Linked DNA regions of Sus scrofa: region 1 is linked to region 2. Evidence: chromatin contacts called from public HiChIP or PLAC-seq data. All regions are on one chromosome and are shown on one strand. The core of a region is the stretch at or near the end of the contact, and the rest is flanking DNA. Distances in the headings are between cores, read along the strand shown. Region 1 holds the start of SFXN5 (sideroflexin-5). Region 2 holds the start of RAB11FIP5 (rab11 family-interacting protein 5).

Evidence for each region. HiChIP or PLAC-seq counts read pairs in DNA pulled down with a chosen protein or histone mark.
Region 1: an H3K27ac HiChIP or PLAC-seq map of skeletal muscle shows a contact between it and region 2. The contact joins the promoter of SFXN5 here to the promoter of RAB11FIP5 in region 2. A contact is called at or near these places in 1 of 47 Hi-C or Micro-C datasets (heart right ventricle) and 2 of 2 datasets of contacts at active chromatin or transcription factors (alveolar macrophages and skeletal muscle).

Annotation. Positions count from the first base shown.
Region 1 is chr3:69,697,673-69,703,275 of Sscrofa11.1, forward strand. It overlaps SFXN5 (sideroflexin-5), which reads left to right and starts at 3,349. Exons shown (of 14, transcript XM_003354772.5): 1 at 3,349-3,615. The coding sequence starts at 3,514. It overlaps LOC106509786 (a long non-coding RNA gene), which reads right to left. Exons shown (of 3, transcript XR_002342573.1): 1 at 5,102-5,603; 2 at 4,406-4,631; 3 at 1,419-3,311. RAB11FIP5 (rab11 family-interacting protein 5) reads left to right here. Exons shown (of 6, transcript XM_021087380.1): 6 at 1-1,868.
Region 2 is chr3:69,653,325-69,659,174 of Sscrofa11.1, forward strand. RAB11FIP5 (rab11 family-interacting protein 5) reads left to right here and starts at 3,336. Exons shown (of 6, transcript XM_021087380.1): 1 at 3,336-3,804. The coding sequence starts at 3,662.

The DNA of each region.
Region 1 (5,603 bases), core at 2,099-4,598, 44 kb after region 2:
GCCACCCCTCGTTTTCTGTCTCTCCTGCCTCGATGGGGCTACTTAGGGCTCCCACTGGCGACAGCAAGTTCTGTGTGCATCGTGTGTCTTTGGGAACCCTGGGTCTTTCTCATCTGCCTGTTTTTATACCCTTGGCTTTGGGGGGGGTCCAAGGAATTGGAACAAAGAATTTCGCCCTCCAGATGGAGCGGGGTGAGCTGCAATTTGATGTGGTATGTGGGACATACTTTATTACCCCTGTTTCCTCCACGGCTAAACCCCTGTCCTCGCCGCCTCCCTCCAGCCCTGGGAGGGCTCCTAGTATCCCTGGGCTGTGGCAGGGACCCAGCTTCCCAGTTGTCTGTGAGTTATGGGCAACCAGGGCACCTCCTCTTCAGCCTCCCGGCCGTTCCCCCAGGAGCAGGGGGCCTGTATGGTCTCGTCTCGTCTCTGCCATGTCTGCTTGTTTTCAGCTGTTGTGGAGTGCAGTGTGGATGGAGGGAGGTGATGTGTGTTCTCCAGGCCGCTCCCTGCCCTCCTCTTCTGACTTTGGCATTGAGAGTGAGTGTGTGAATGGGTGGAGAGCTGGGCCAGGTGTGGGGAGAGCACCTCCTCACCCACCCACCTCTGGGTTTTGGGCTGCTTGTGTTTGGGGGTCAAGCCTCCCACTCTGTTCTCGTTGCCTGTCCAGAAGCCAAAAACTCTGTGCTGCTGCAGGGTTTGAACTTTCGAAAACCAATTAAATGTGCCTTTTGTGGGTGGGGTCCAAAGCCTCTGGATGTAGACCTCTCCCCCATGGTGGGGTCCCCCTCCCTTCCCATTGAGCACACGGGGTTGGATCTGTTGGGGCCGTGGGGGTGGGAAAGGAGAATGGGGGCAGCCCTGCTGCACACTCTGCCCTCGCCGAGAATTCATTTCAACTAAGGGTCTAGCCAAGCTGCTGCTGCTGCTGCCTCAGCCTCCCTGCCCTCCTCTCCTCCTCCCTCAACCCCAGTTGATAAAGATCCTAAGATAAAAACTACACTCTGCAAGAGGGAGGTCCTACTCTGCGTACACTTAGAGAAAGCCTCTGCTGCCCTCCCATCCCTCCACTAGCTGCTGACCAGCCTGTCCCTCCCGCCCCATGGCCTTGCCTGGCTTGGCTGCAGTGCACTTTGAAACAAAGTGTCTGTCCTTTGGCCCTGCCTCTGGTTTGCTCCCAGAAAACACGACAGGCTTCCCCATGGCACTTGCAGGGCATCTGGGCTGGGGGCACTCTGCTTAGCAAACAGTGTGGGGTGAGGAGGCGAGGTGGCTGAAGGGGCTATCTTTGGTCCCCGGAGGAGGTGAGAGTTCCTGAGACCACCCCTTCTTCCTGAGACGGCCTGTGGGATCCCTTGGGAAGCCTTGGAAGGTGATGTGCTCTGTAGGTGACGTCTTCCTTCTGCCGGGATGAAGCAGAGGAGCCCCGCGCAGGGGGAAAACCCCTGTCCTGCTATCTACCTTAAGAACCCCTCGTCAAAGTTGAGGAGTGTCCGCAGGTGCTCAAGACTTTGGGTGGTCATGGGGGGTTGGATGGGTCTCTCTCCAGGAGGAAGGGGATCACTTTTCCATGAGATGTTCCTCTGGGCCCTGTTCAGGTCCAGACCCTGGTCTTCCACTCACCCTTGATCATGGGCTTCCAAAGTGCCCAGGACAGGGATGCCTTCAGAAGAGTTCTGAGTTGCAGCCCAGGGTTCTTGTCGGCTGTTTCTGCTCCTAGCCACAACTTGGAGGAGAGTTGCAGGTGGCGTGGGCAGGGAGCAGGCACAGTTCTGCTTTGCTTTTGTCTTCCTAGGTGTACCTCCTGTTTATAAAGAGCTTGTTCTTCATGTTTTGAGCACTTTATGAAGAATAAAAAATTAACATACTGCAGGTGGCTCTGTTGTGTTACTCTTTGGATAAGTATATGAAAGGCTTCCTGGGAGAGAAGGAAGCTTAAATCCAGATGATGGGGTTCTTAGATGACATCGCCCCTGTCCTAACCTCAGAGGCAGCAGCACAGTGTTGGCCAGTGGGCTGGACGCAGTCTTTCTCATTTCCAGGATACCCACACATATTGAGTAATGTGGGGAATGCAGAGGGTTTATAAAAGGCTTGATTCCTACTCTCAAGCTTCTTAGTCTAGTAGGGAAAGATGCGATACAAATCCAAGATACAAATGGTTCTTCCTCGCCCAGCTAGAATCTCTCTCAGCTAGTAAGTTCCATTCCTTGTGATTTAACCTGGATGAAGAATTCACTGCTACAAATCATGCAGTGTCCAGAAGGCACGAGCCAAACTTGCACTTCACCATAAGCCTAAGGAGCCTGGGGGTGGAGGGTGGGGAGAGGTTCCCTGAGGTCAAAACCAGACGTTCCTGCTGCCCTTTGGGGCAAAACAGGCAGCTCGCCCTCTATCCTCCCTGAGTCTGGCTCACTGACCAGATAATTCAGCTGGGAATCTGCTACTCTATTCTGCATGAGTGTGTGCACTATCCACACTGGTGCCTTGCTCTACTGTCTGCCTGCTCCCCTTACCTAAAGTCCTTGGTACTGGTGCTTGTTAAGCACTTCTGAACCTCACCGCCCACTCCCAGTTCTCTTGCTGCCCAGGAATTAGGCCCAGGAGAGATATGTGGTTGGCCAGAGGAAAGTAGAGGTTGCCAGGGCTAAGCCCCTGCTGTTTAACTCATAAAGCAGCAAATATTTGAGCCCCTTCTGTGAGCCCACTCCTGCCAGCACTAAGGACTTAATCAAAAAGTCACAACTTCTGCCCTGTGGCTCTCACAGTAGGAAAGGCAGATACTCAAAACCATAAATATAAATGCAAGGGCTGTAAAAGGAAAGTGCTGGCTACTCTAGGAGCACATAGTGGATTTTGCGGAAGCAGGGTGAGGATCGGAAAATGCAATGTTTAGGCTGAAGTCAGGCGAAGATAAAAAGTTAAGTTCCTCTGGGCAGGGAATGTTCAAGGGGAAGTGGCGGCAAGCACCCAGCTTGCTCCAGGAACTGAGTATCACGGTGGCTGGAGAGCATCGAGGGGCAGGGTAGCGACGGTAGAATCCGCATGAAGATTCCGCAGTGCAATTCTTTGTAGAAATCCTCCCAAGATAATCCTACTCCGTCTGGAGTCTTTGCCCATCTGGTCCAAGGGTCAGCTCCACTTCACTAGGACTCTTCTGGGCTGCAGCTCCAGGAGCGACACCCACTGCAGCAACTCAAACTTCTGGTCGCGTGGAAGCAGCGAGGGGTCTCCCGGTGGTCCCCTATCGAGACCTTAGAGTCGGGTACGCACACTCTTGCCGGACTGCCGAAGCCCGGAAAATCAGCTGCCTGAACCGAGACCTGGTCTAAGTCCTTGCAACTCTCCGCTGTCTGGGGGTGTCAAGTTCCATGACGAGAAAAACTACACTCCCCACAACCCCTTGCGCCTCCGGCTCGCTGCGGTTGCTTATGGCCAATCGGGAGAGGCAGCTGTGGCGGGGGCCGAGGAGGGACATTTTAAAAGGGCCGGAGATTGCGGGCGTCAGTGGCCATGGCGGATACAGCGACTACAGCATCGGCAGCGGCGGCTAGTGCCGCTAACGCCTCGACCGATGCACCTCCTTTCCAGCTGGGCAAGCCCCGCTTCCAGCAGGTGAGGACCGGATTGTGGTTTGCGGGCCGGTGGGTGGCATAGGGAGGGCGAGCAAACTCTTCTCCAAAATCCTCTTTGGCCCCAGGGTCTCCAACCCGCGGCCACCCGGGAGCTTGCAGCTACTGCTTCAGGGGACCTTGGCCAGAGCTGCCTCTTTCTCATTGGTCAACGGGGTGGGCGAGGGCTCCCACCTTAGCTCTCTATTGGCCATCCGCGCCGTCACTCCCCAGCGGCCCGCACCCTCCAGCCTTTGCCTCCCGAGGCGCTCTGTGATTGGCCACTGCCCGCCGCGGCCCGGGATCAGAGCTCCAGGGTGCGAGCTTCTAATGCAGGGTCGCTTGGGCAGTGCTGCCGTGCACTTCAGGTGGAAAGTTGAGTCTGGCCCTGGATGAGAAGTTGGCATGGCCTAGATGCCTTCTAACTTTTTCCCCGGGTGGTGACTGACATTCTTTCTGAGCGCTCACGGAGCCTCTGGGCTGCATCGGGGCCCCGCGGCCCCGCTCCCAGCCCTCCACCCCAAGCTGGTTTCGCGGTGCGCGATGGGTTAGGGCCTCGAGCCTAGGGTGCCCGCCCCTCAGTGACCCCTGTCCCTTCTGGCGGGGGACACGCTGACGCAGATAGTCGGCCGGCTGGTGCCCTGCCGGAGATGGAGCGAGGACGTGGGGGAAGAGCCTGGGTACCGAGGAAACGCTGTGTCATCCCGGGGGAAGGCAGGTGGGAGGGTCCGTGTCCCCGGGAGCCCGTCCCAGCCCCCTTCCCCTCTGCGACCTCTACGGAGGGTCTCTCTCACCTGGGCCCTGTCGCCGTCGAGCGCTTGGCTCTGTCCGACTGGATATGATTCTTGGGGGCACGGTGACAGTGGTCTCTTTCCTTCGGGATCCCCGACACGGCGTCGCTAACTCGCCCTCGGCCCAGAAGACTGGGGTCGAGCCCGCAGATCAGATATACAGCCCGGGCTGGAGGCTGGGAGGGGCCGTTCTCACGCTGCAGACCCCGGTGACCTGCTGCCTCCAGCGCTAAGGAAATGAAGATTGTTAGGAAAAGGGGCAAAGAGACTCGATTATAGTGAACCAGGCTTGCCTCGTGGAGGTGGACAGATAGAAGTTTGCAGGAAGAAAAGGAAATTGCACAAAGGTCGGTGCGTGGTTGGTTGGTGGTTTTGATGGTGGTGGGAGAGGGACGGCTTCCAGCAGAGTGGCGCACTGAGCTTTGCTGATAATTAAGGAGTTGTGCCTTTGCGCCTTCTGAGAAAATGTCCCGTTGTTCTAAAGCAGGACTTTAATCCTTAAAAAAAGATCTCAGCATGTAGGTATCTGAGGCAAGACTCTTGTCATCCTCCCAGGGCAGGGTGCCACCTAGTATGGCCTTTGGGGGCTGGGGGACTAACCGCCTTCCACGCCCTCCACACACATCCTACTCCTCCTTCAAGACTGAGTTAAGCCCGCCTCCTCCTAAATACTTCCTCCCTTCTACCTCTGTGACTTACCCCCTGGTGGGGCCAGGTCTCCCTCCTGCCTGCCTCTTTGGCACCCCAAATAGGATCCTCAAAGGTCAGCCAGCCCTGTGGTCCTCTAGTACTTTTGTGTCTGATTTCTTGGTCTCGTCAACCCCTGTGCACACCTTTTGGGAGGGGAAGGGTGATCTTGCCTTTTCCTTGTCTCCATCCTACCCTGAGATGGGCTAGTAATGTACTGAATAAAGATTTGTGGGTTGTTTTTCTCCCTGTACCTGTTCTGGGACATTCAGTCACATGACAGACACTTGAGAACCTTCTAGTGGCCTTAATGACTGAGGCCTTTGCTGTGATCACCACTGAAGCCATAAATGCACATTAAAAAAAAAAATTAAAGCATATTTGATATCAGTGTTGTGTCAATTTCTGCTGTACAGCAAAGTAACCCAGTCAAACATATGTATCATAAATGCACATCTGAGGCTACTCTGTTCAGGCAGTCATTACTGGTACGTTTTTGCACCACTCTTGAGGG
Region 2 (5,850 bases), core at 2,086-4,585:
TAATGGCAAAGGGTTAAGGTTTTGCAAGAAGTACTGGGAAACTTGGGTAGCTGTTGGGGGAGAGGAGGTTAGATTTTCACCTCAAATCTTTCACCAAAATAGTTTCTAGAAGAATTTGAAGAGAGGGTAAGAATGAAGAAAAAGCCAAACAATTTAAAAACTAGAAAAAATATGAGTGGATATTATTGGACCTGGGAGTGTGGAACAACTTAGACTTGAAACAAGGGAAGAAATCCAAAGATGTGATTACATAACTTATGTCAAAACATATTTACAATAAATATAAAAGACAAAGTGTTATTATTTTTCAGCTGTACCCACGGAATGTGGAAGTTCCCAGACCAGGGACTGAACCTGTGCCACAGCAGCAACCCAAACCGCTGCAGGGACAAAGCGGATTCTTAACCCACAAGAAAACACACAAGAGAACTCTAAGGTATTATTATTATTAACACAGAAAGGGTTCTATAAATTAATAAGGCCTCAAAGAAAAATGGTTATAGAAAAGAGAATTCAGAAAATAGCCCATTAAAAGAGGAAATACAAAAGACTATTCACTTAAAAAAATGTTCAATCTCACTGGCAATCAAAGAAATGCAAATGAAACAAGGAGGTACAGGTTTTGCTTTCAGCAAAGATTTTTAAGATGATATTACTCATCACTGCTTAGAGTATGTTGCTAGCTCTCCTACTAACCATATGAAGTGATTTCCCATTATTAGGCCCATTTTATGGAAACTGAGACCCTGGGGTTCACTAATTTGCCCAAGCTTACAGTGCTAGTAAGTGGTAGGACCAGGATTTGACTGTGGGCTGTGTGACTTTCTTTCTTTTTTTTTTTTTTTTTTTTTTGTCTTTTTGCCTTTTCTTGGGCGGCTCCCATGGCATATGGAGGTTCCCAGGCTAGGGGTCCAATCAGAGCTGTAGCCACCAGCCTACGCCAGAGCCACAGAAAAGCTGGATCCGAGCCATGTCTGCGACCTACACCACAGCTCATGTCAACGCCAGATCGTTAACCCACTGAGCAAGGGCAGGGATCAAACCCGTTAACCCATTGAGCAAGGGCAGGGATCAAACCCGCGCAACCTCATGGTTCCTAGTTGGATTCGTTAACCACTGCGCCACGATGGGAACTCCCGTGTGACTTTCTTATGATGAGAGGTCTAGAAACCAGCTGTGAGAGGGAGAGGCAGCTGTTGGGGTGGGGGTGGGGGTAGTTTGAAGAGCCAGGCAAAATAGGTGAAGTCCCTGCATGGAAGGGTTATGAGACTGCGGAGAGAAGCAATGAGTGGCAATTACACAAAGGCCCACTCTCTCAAAGCAAGAACTGTTCCTAACGGACCAGAGAGGCCCAGGGAGGCAGTGAGCACATCCAGCCCTGGGGAGGAAGAGGAAGCAAGGAGGGTCCTCTCTGTAACCCCCCACATCAGACGGCGGTGGGTGGCACTGGGTGGTCTCATCTTTGAGGGGTGGAAACACCCCAAGATCTCATGTCTTCAGCGTTTCTGCTGTTTTCTCAACCACAGACAGCTAGCACAGCCCGCACTTTCTCCTAGGGCCAACTGACCTGCAGGGAACCCTGCCTGGCTTTACTGTCCTCTTGCAGCTGCAATCGTGGGCCAGCAGGAAGCCTGAGCTTGCCAAACTGTGCCCGCCAGGGCAGGGGGAAGGAGGGCAGGAGTTCTCTCTTGCCCTTTCGGGGAGTCTTGCTGCCCTACAGGGAAAGGGGAGGGGGAGGGAGTTGGGTGGGAGGAGGGAGTTGGTCCTGTTGGAGTGCTAAGAAACAGAGGAAACAACCATTAAAGGACAGTGACAAATATATGTTAGCTGTGGTCTGGTAACCATATCATCATTTGCAAAGACTTTGGGGAATCCATTCTTAGAGTAGGGGTTTCATCCTGACTCTGTAACCTTGGGTAAGTCTGTTAACCTCTTTTAGACCTCAATTTCTTCATCTGTAAAATAGATATGACAACACTTCCTGCTTTCCTGATTTCAAATGATGTAGGGCTTAGATGACCAACAAGCAAGTGTGACGGCGGAGTACCATAGGCCGGAGTACCTGAAGTTCAAGTCCAGTCTCTGCAATTTTCCAGATAGAAACTTGGGAAAAATTATCCAAGCTCTCTCTGCTTTAGTTTCCTCATCAGTGAAACTGAGAATAGTAATAGCAGCTGCCTTAAATGGTTGTCTTCAGGGGTAAATGAGATAACATACATAAAGTAAATGATAGAACCAGGACTCCACAGTCCACAGGCTTAACCACTGCACTACAGTTGTCTCAACCATGATGCATACAAAACAACAACATATAGCATAGAGAAAAGACTGGAAAGAAATACAACGTATTGTTAACAGTGTCTTTCTGAATGGTGAGATCTAACCCATTTTTATTTCCTTCTTTATATTTCTGTATTTTCCAAATTACTTTTATAATCAGGAAAAAATGCATATGATGTTCAGATGCCTTGAGATCATTTGTGATGGTCTCCACTGCATTACCATCTTTGACAACTATTTTTTTCATGTAATCTTCTCTGCAATTGTTTGAAGTAGGAATCTTATCCCCATTTTCTAGATGAGGAAATAAGGGCTAAGGAGGTTAGGAGAGCTGCCTTAATCTTCAAATCTCACTGTTGCTAAGGGGCAGAGAGCCAAGATCCAAAGGCAGATCTAGCTGTCTCCAAAGTTAGGTGCTGTCCACAGGGATGTTGGGCTACAGGGCGCAGTGCCAAGGACTCACCACCCTATTCTGATCACAATTAAGGTGGAAGACTGTCAAGAAGCCTGTAGTACATATGAACCTGTGGGTCTCACCTACGACCATATTCCTGGTAGAGGACATGGCCTGGAAAGTGGGGATTTTGGCATCCTCCTCCCACAGCATAAAAACTCAAGAGGTTTTCTCCCCAGGAAAAAATAAAGGTTTCCGCTATCAATATATCCAAGAGAAGAACTTAAAAAAAAAAAAAAGTATAACTACACAAGATTGAGGGAGGGAAGTGGGTGTGTGAGCTAAATCATTATCCATCATAGCAGGAAGACAATAGATAAAGTCCCGATAAAGCAAGACATAGCTGTGTAAGCATTTTGTGTAGACATATGGAGGCAACCACCAGGCCTGAAATACAAATGACTGTAAGTGGTTATCCCTGGAGTGAGGGGTAGAGAGGGAGTTTTTTGCTTTTCATCATAAGCCTTTCTGTCCTGATTTTTTAAAAAAATCTGTATGTTATATGTTATTTTAAAAACATTACTTTTAATATAGGCTCTGAAAGTTAAAAAAAAAAAAAAAAAAAAAAGCACAAATTTTCCCACCTCTGGCAGCTACGGATCTTGAGCAGGTTACTTTCTCTAAGCTGCAACTTTATCTTCTGGAAAATATGGATAAAATCCATACTCACCCCCAGAGTTGCTTTGGGTGTAAAATGAGGTACAGTATATAAAGCACACGAACCAGCCAGTACTGGCTGAAATTCAGGATCTGTGATTATTAACCATCGTTATCATTCTTACCAATAAACCAAGCGCAAGCAACACCCGCGGCTCTGCACATAGTAGGCGCTTAATAAGTGCCTACTTACACCCCCACCAGAGCCTAGAATTTCTGCCAACTCGTGACGCACGAGCCCCAGCGCTCCGGGTGAAAGCTTAAATATTGATGTGGTTAGTCATTTATTCATCACTCTGCTCTGCGCCGCAGTGTCCGCCGAGGGCGAGCCCAGCTTCGTGGACTCCCGCGCCGGGTTCTGGCCGCCTTTGGCGCGGGGAGGTGGGAGACAGCGGCAGCTCATCCGCTTTCAGGTTTCTGACGCGGGGCCATCATGTGGCGTAGCGGGAACCGCTTCTGGTTCCATCGGGCATCTTTCCCCGAAAGGGCAGGCTGGAAGAGGGAGAGAGCCACTCGAGTTGAGAGGGGCAGCCCGGGTCCGCAACACGCCCACTAGCCAGCGTCAAGGGGATGACTATCCCGGGAGGGGCGGGGCAGTTTGAGGGCGAGGGCTTTCCGGAGCTTGGACGTCTTGAAGGAAGAGTGGGGATTGGCCAGGAGACGCGGAGCGGGCATTTCATACCCCGCTGAGGGTGCAGCGGAGCCCCCAGGCGAGGCAGGGTTTCCCTGGCGCCCCCAGTAGGGGCGGGACCAACGCCGGAGCTCCGCCCCGCTCTCTGCGGAGGCCGCGCGCCCCGCCCCCGGTTCGCAAAGCGCCCCGCGGCCCTCCAGCTCCTGGAGGGTCTGCGGCTGCGGGGCGAGGGCGTGGTGGTCCGTGTCCCCCAGCTCTGCCGCACCGCCGCGCGGGTCCTGGTCCGAGTCGCGAGTCGCGGGTCACCGGCCGCTGGGCGGGGCGGGAGGCGGGGCGCTGACGTCGCGGCGCGGCCGGCTGCCAGGGAGGCGGGGAGGCGGCGGCCGGCTCGGCCCAGCCTAGCCCGCAGCTGCAGCGGCGGCCGGGTGTGAGGGCGGCAGCGGCGCTTGGAGCCGGCTCCTCACTGCCCTCTGCCGCTGCCCAGTTTCTCATTTTGTCCGGGTGTCTACGCCGGGTTCGGTCAGTCCTCGCTCGCCGCCGCTTCCCCCGCCATGGCCCTGGTGCGGGGCGCCGAGCCGGCGGCGGGGCCCTCCCGCTGGCTACCCACGCACGTCCAGGTGACGGTGCTGCGGGCCCGCGGGCTGCGGGGCAAGAGCTCGGGCGCGGGCAGCACCAGCGACGCGTACACGGTGATCCAGGTGGGCCGCGAGAAGTACAGTACGTCGGTGGTGGAGAAGACGCCGGGCTGCCCCGAGTGGCGCGAGGAATGCTCCTTCGAGCTGCCGCCCGGCGCCCTGGACGGCCTTCTGCGGGCGCAGGAGGCGGACGCGGGCCCAGCGCCCTGGGCCACGGGCTCTGCAGCCGCCTGCCAGCTGGTACTCACCACCATGCACCGCTCGCTCATCGGCGTCGACAAGTTCCTAGGCCAGGCCACGGTGGCGCTGGACGAGGTCTTCGGCGCAGGCCGCGCCCAGCACACTCAGTGAGTGAGGGGCGCGGGGACGCGGAAACGGTTAAAGGCCTCGCCGGGCGGGGCTGGAGGACGCAGGACCCCGAATCTCTGCCCGGGCGGTGCGCCCTTCTGCCTCGCGCTCAAGGGCGTGAACGGACAAGTTGATTCTTCGCATATCCGGGTCCCCATGAGATCGCCAAATTTGCGCTGGTCAGTGCTTGGCCCCTGGTGGGTCCTTGAGAGGCCTGGGGTAGGTGAGAATGGTGGTCTACTGTTAGGGGTAGATTGCCAAGTAAAGTTAGGAGTGGAATCCAGAGATGCGTGGACTGCGGGAACCTCAAGGAGGATCTTGGGGCCATTCCTAGGGCCTATGGGCTTGTCTCACTTTCCTGGAAGGGGAGGCGAATTGCCTGTTCCAAGCCAGGCCCGCAGGGGAGCGGAGAGGCACTGCCTCGCCCTGTGGGGGAAGGAAGGTGCTGTGTTGTCCTGGAGGGCGAGATTGAACGGAAGCGCCCCACCAGATCTAGAACTGCAGAGGGCATCTGCATCTTGCCTGGTACTTGGATGCCCTCTGCTGCTTAGAGACGCCCTCTTGTCTGGCCCTCTGTGTCCCCGTCTGAGAGCAGGAGAACCTCTAAGGAAAGGGAGGAAACCCTTTAGTCGGTTTCAAGCCTCCTGTTGGAGGTGGAGCAGCCTGTGGTTCATGCACAGCAGGAGGTCATCGCCCAGTCACGTTTACCTAGAAGGGCCAGTGGGTTTACCAGTAGGTTTTTAAAAAAATCATTTATTTTGGCAGCGTTTAACTTTCCCTGTGTTAAGATCAAGGCTTCAGACTTGGAGCCTCATTTCCTGTTTTGGGCTTGGGCAGGTTCTGGA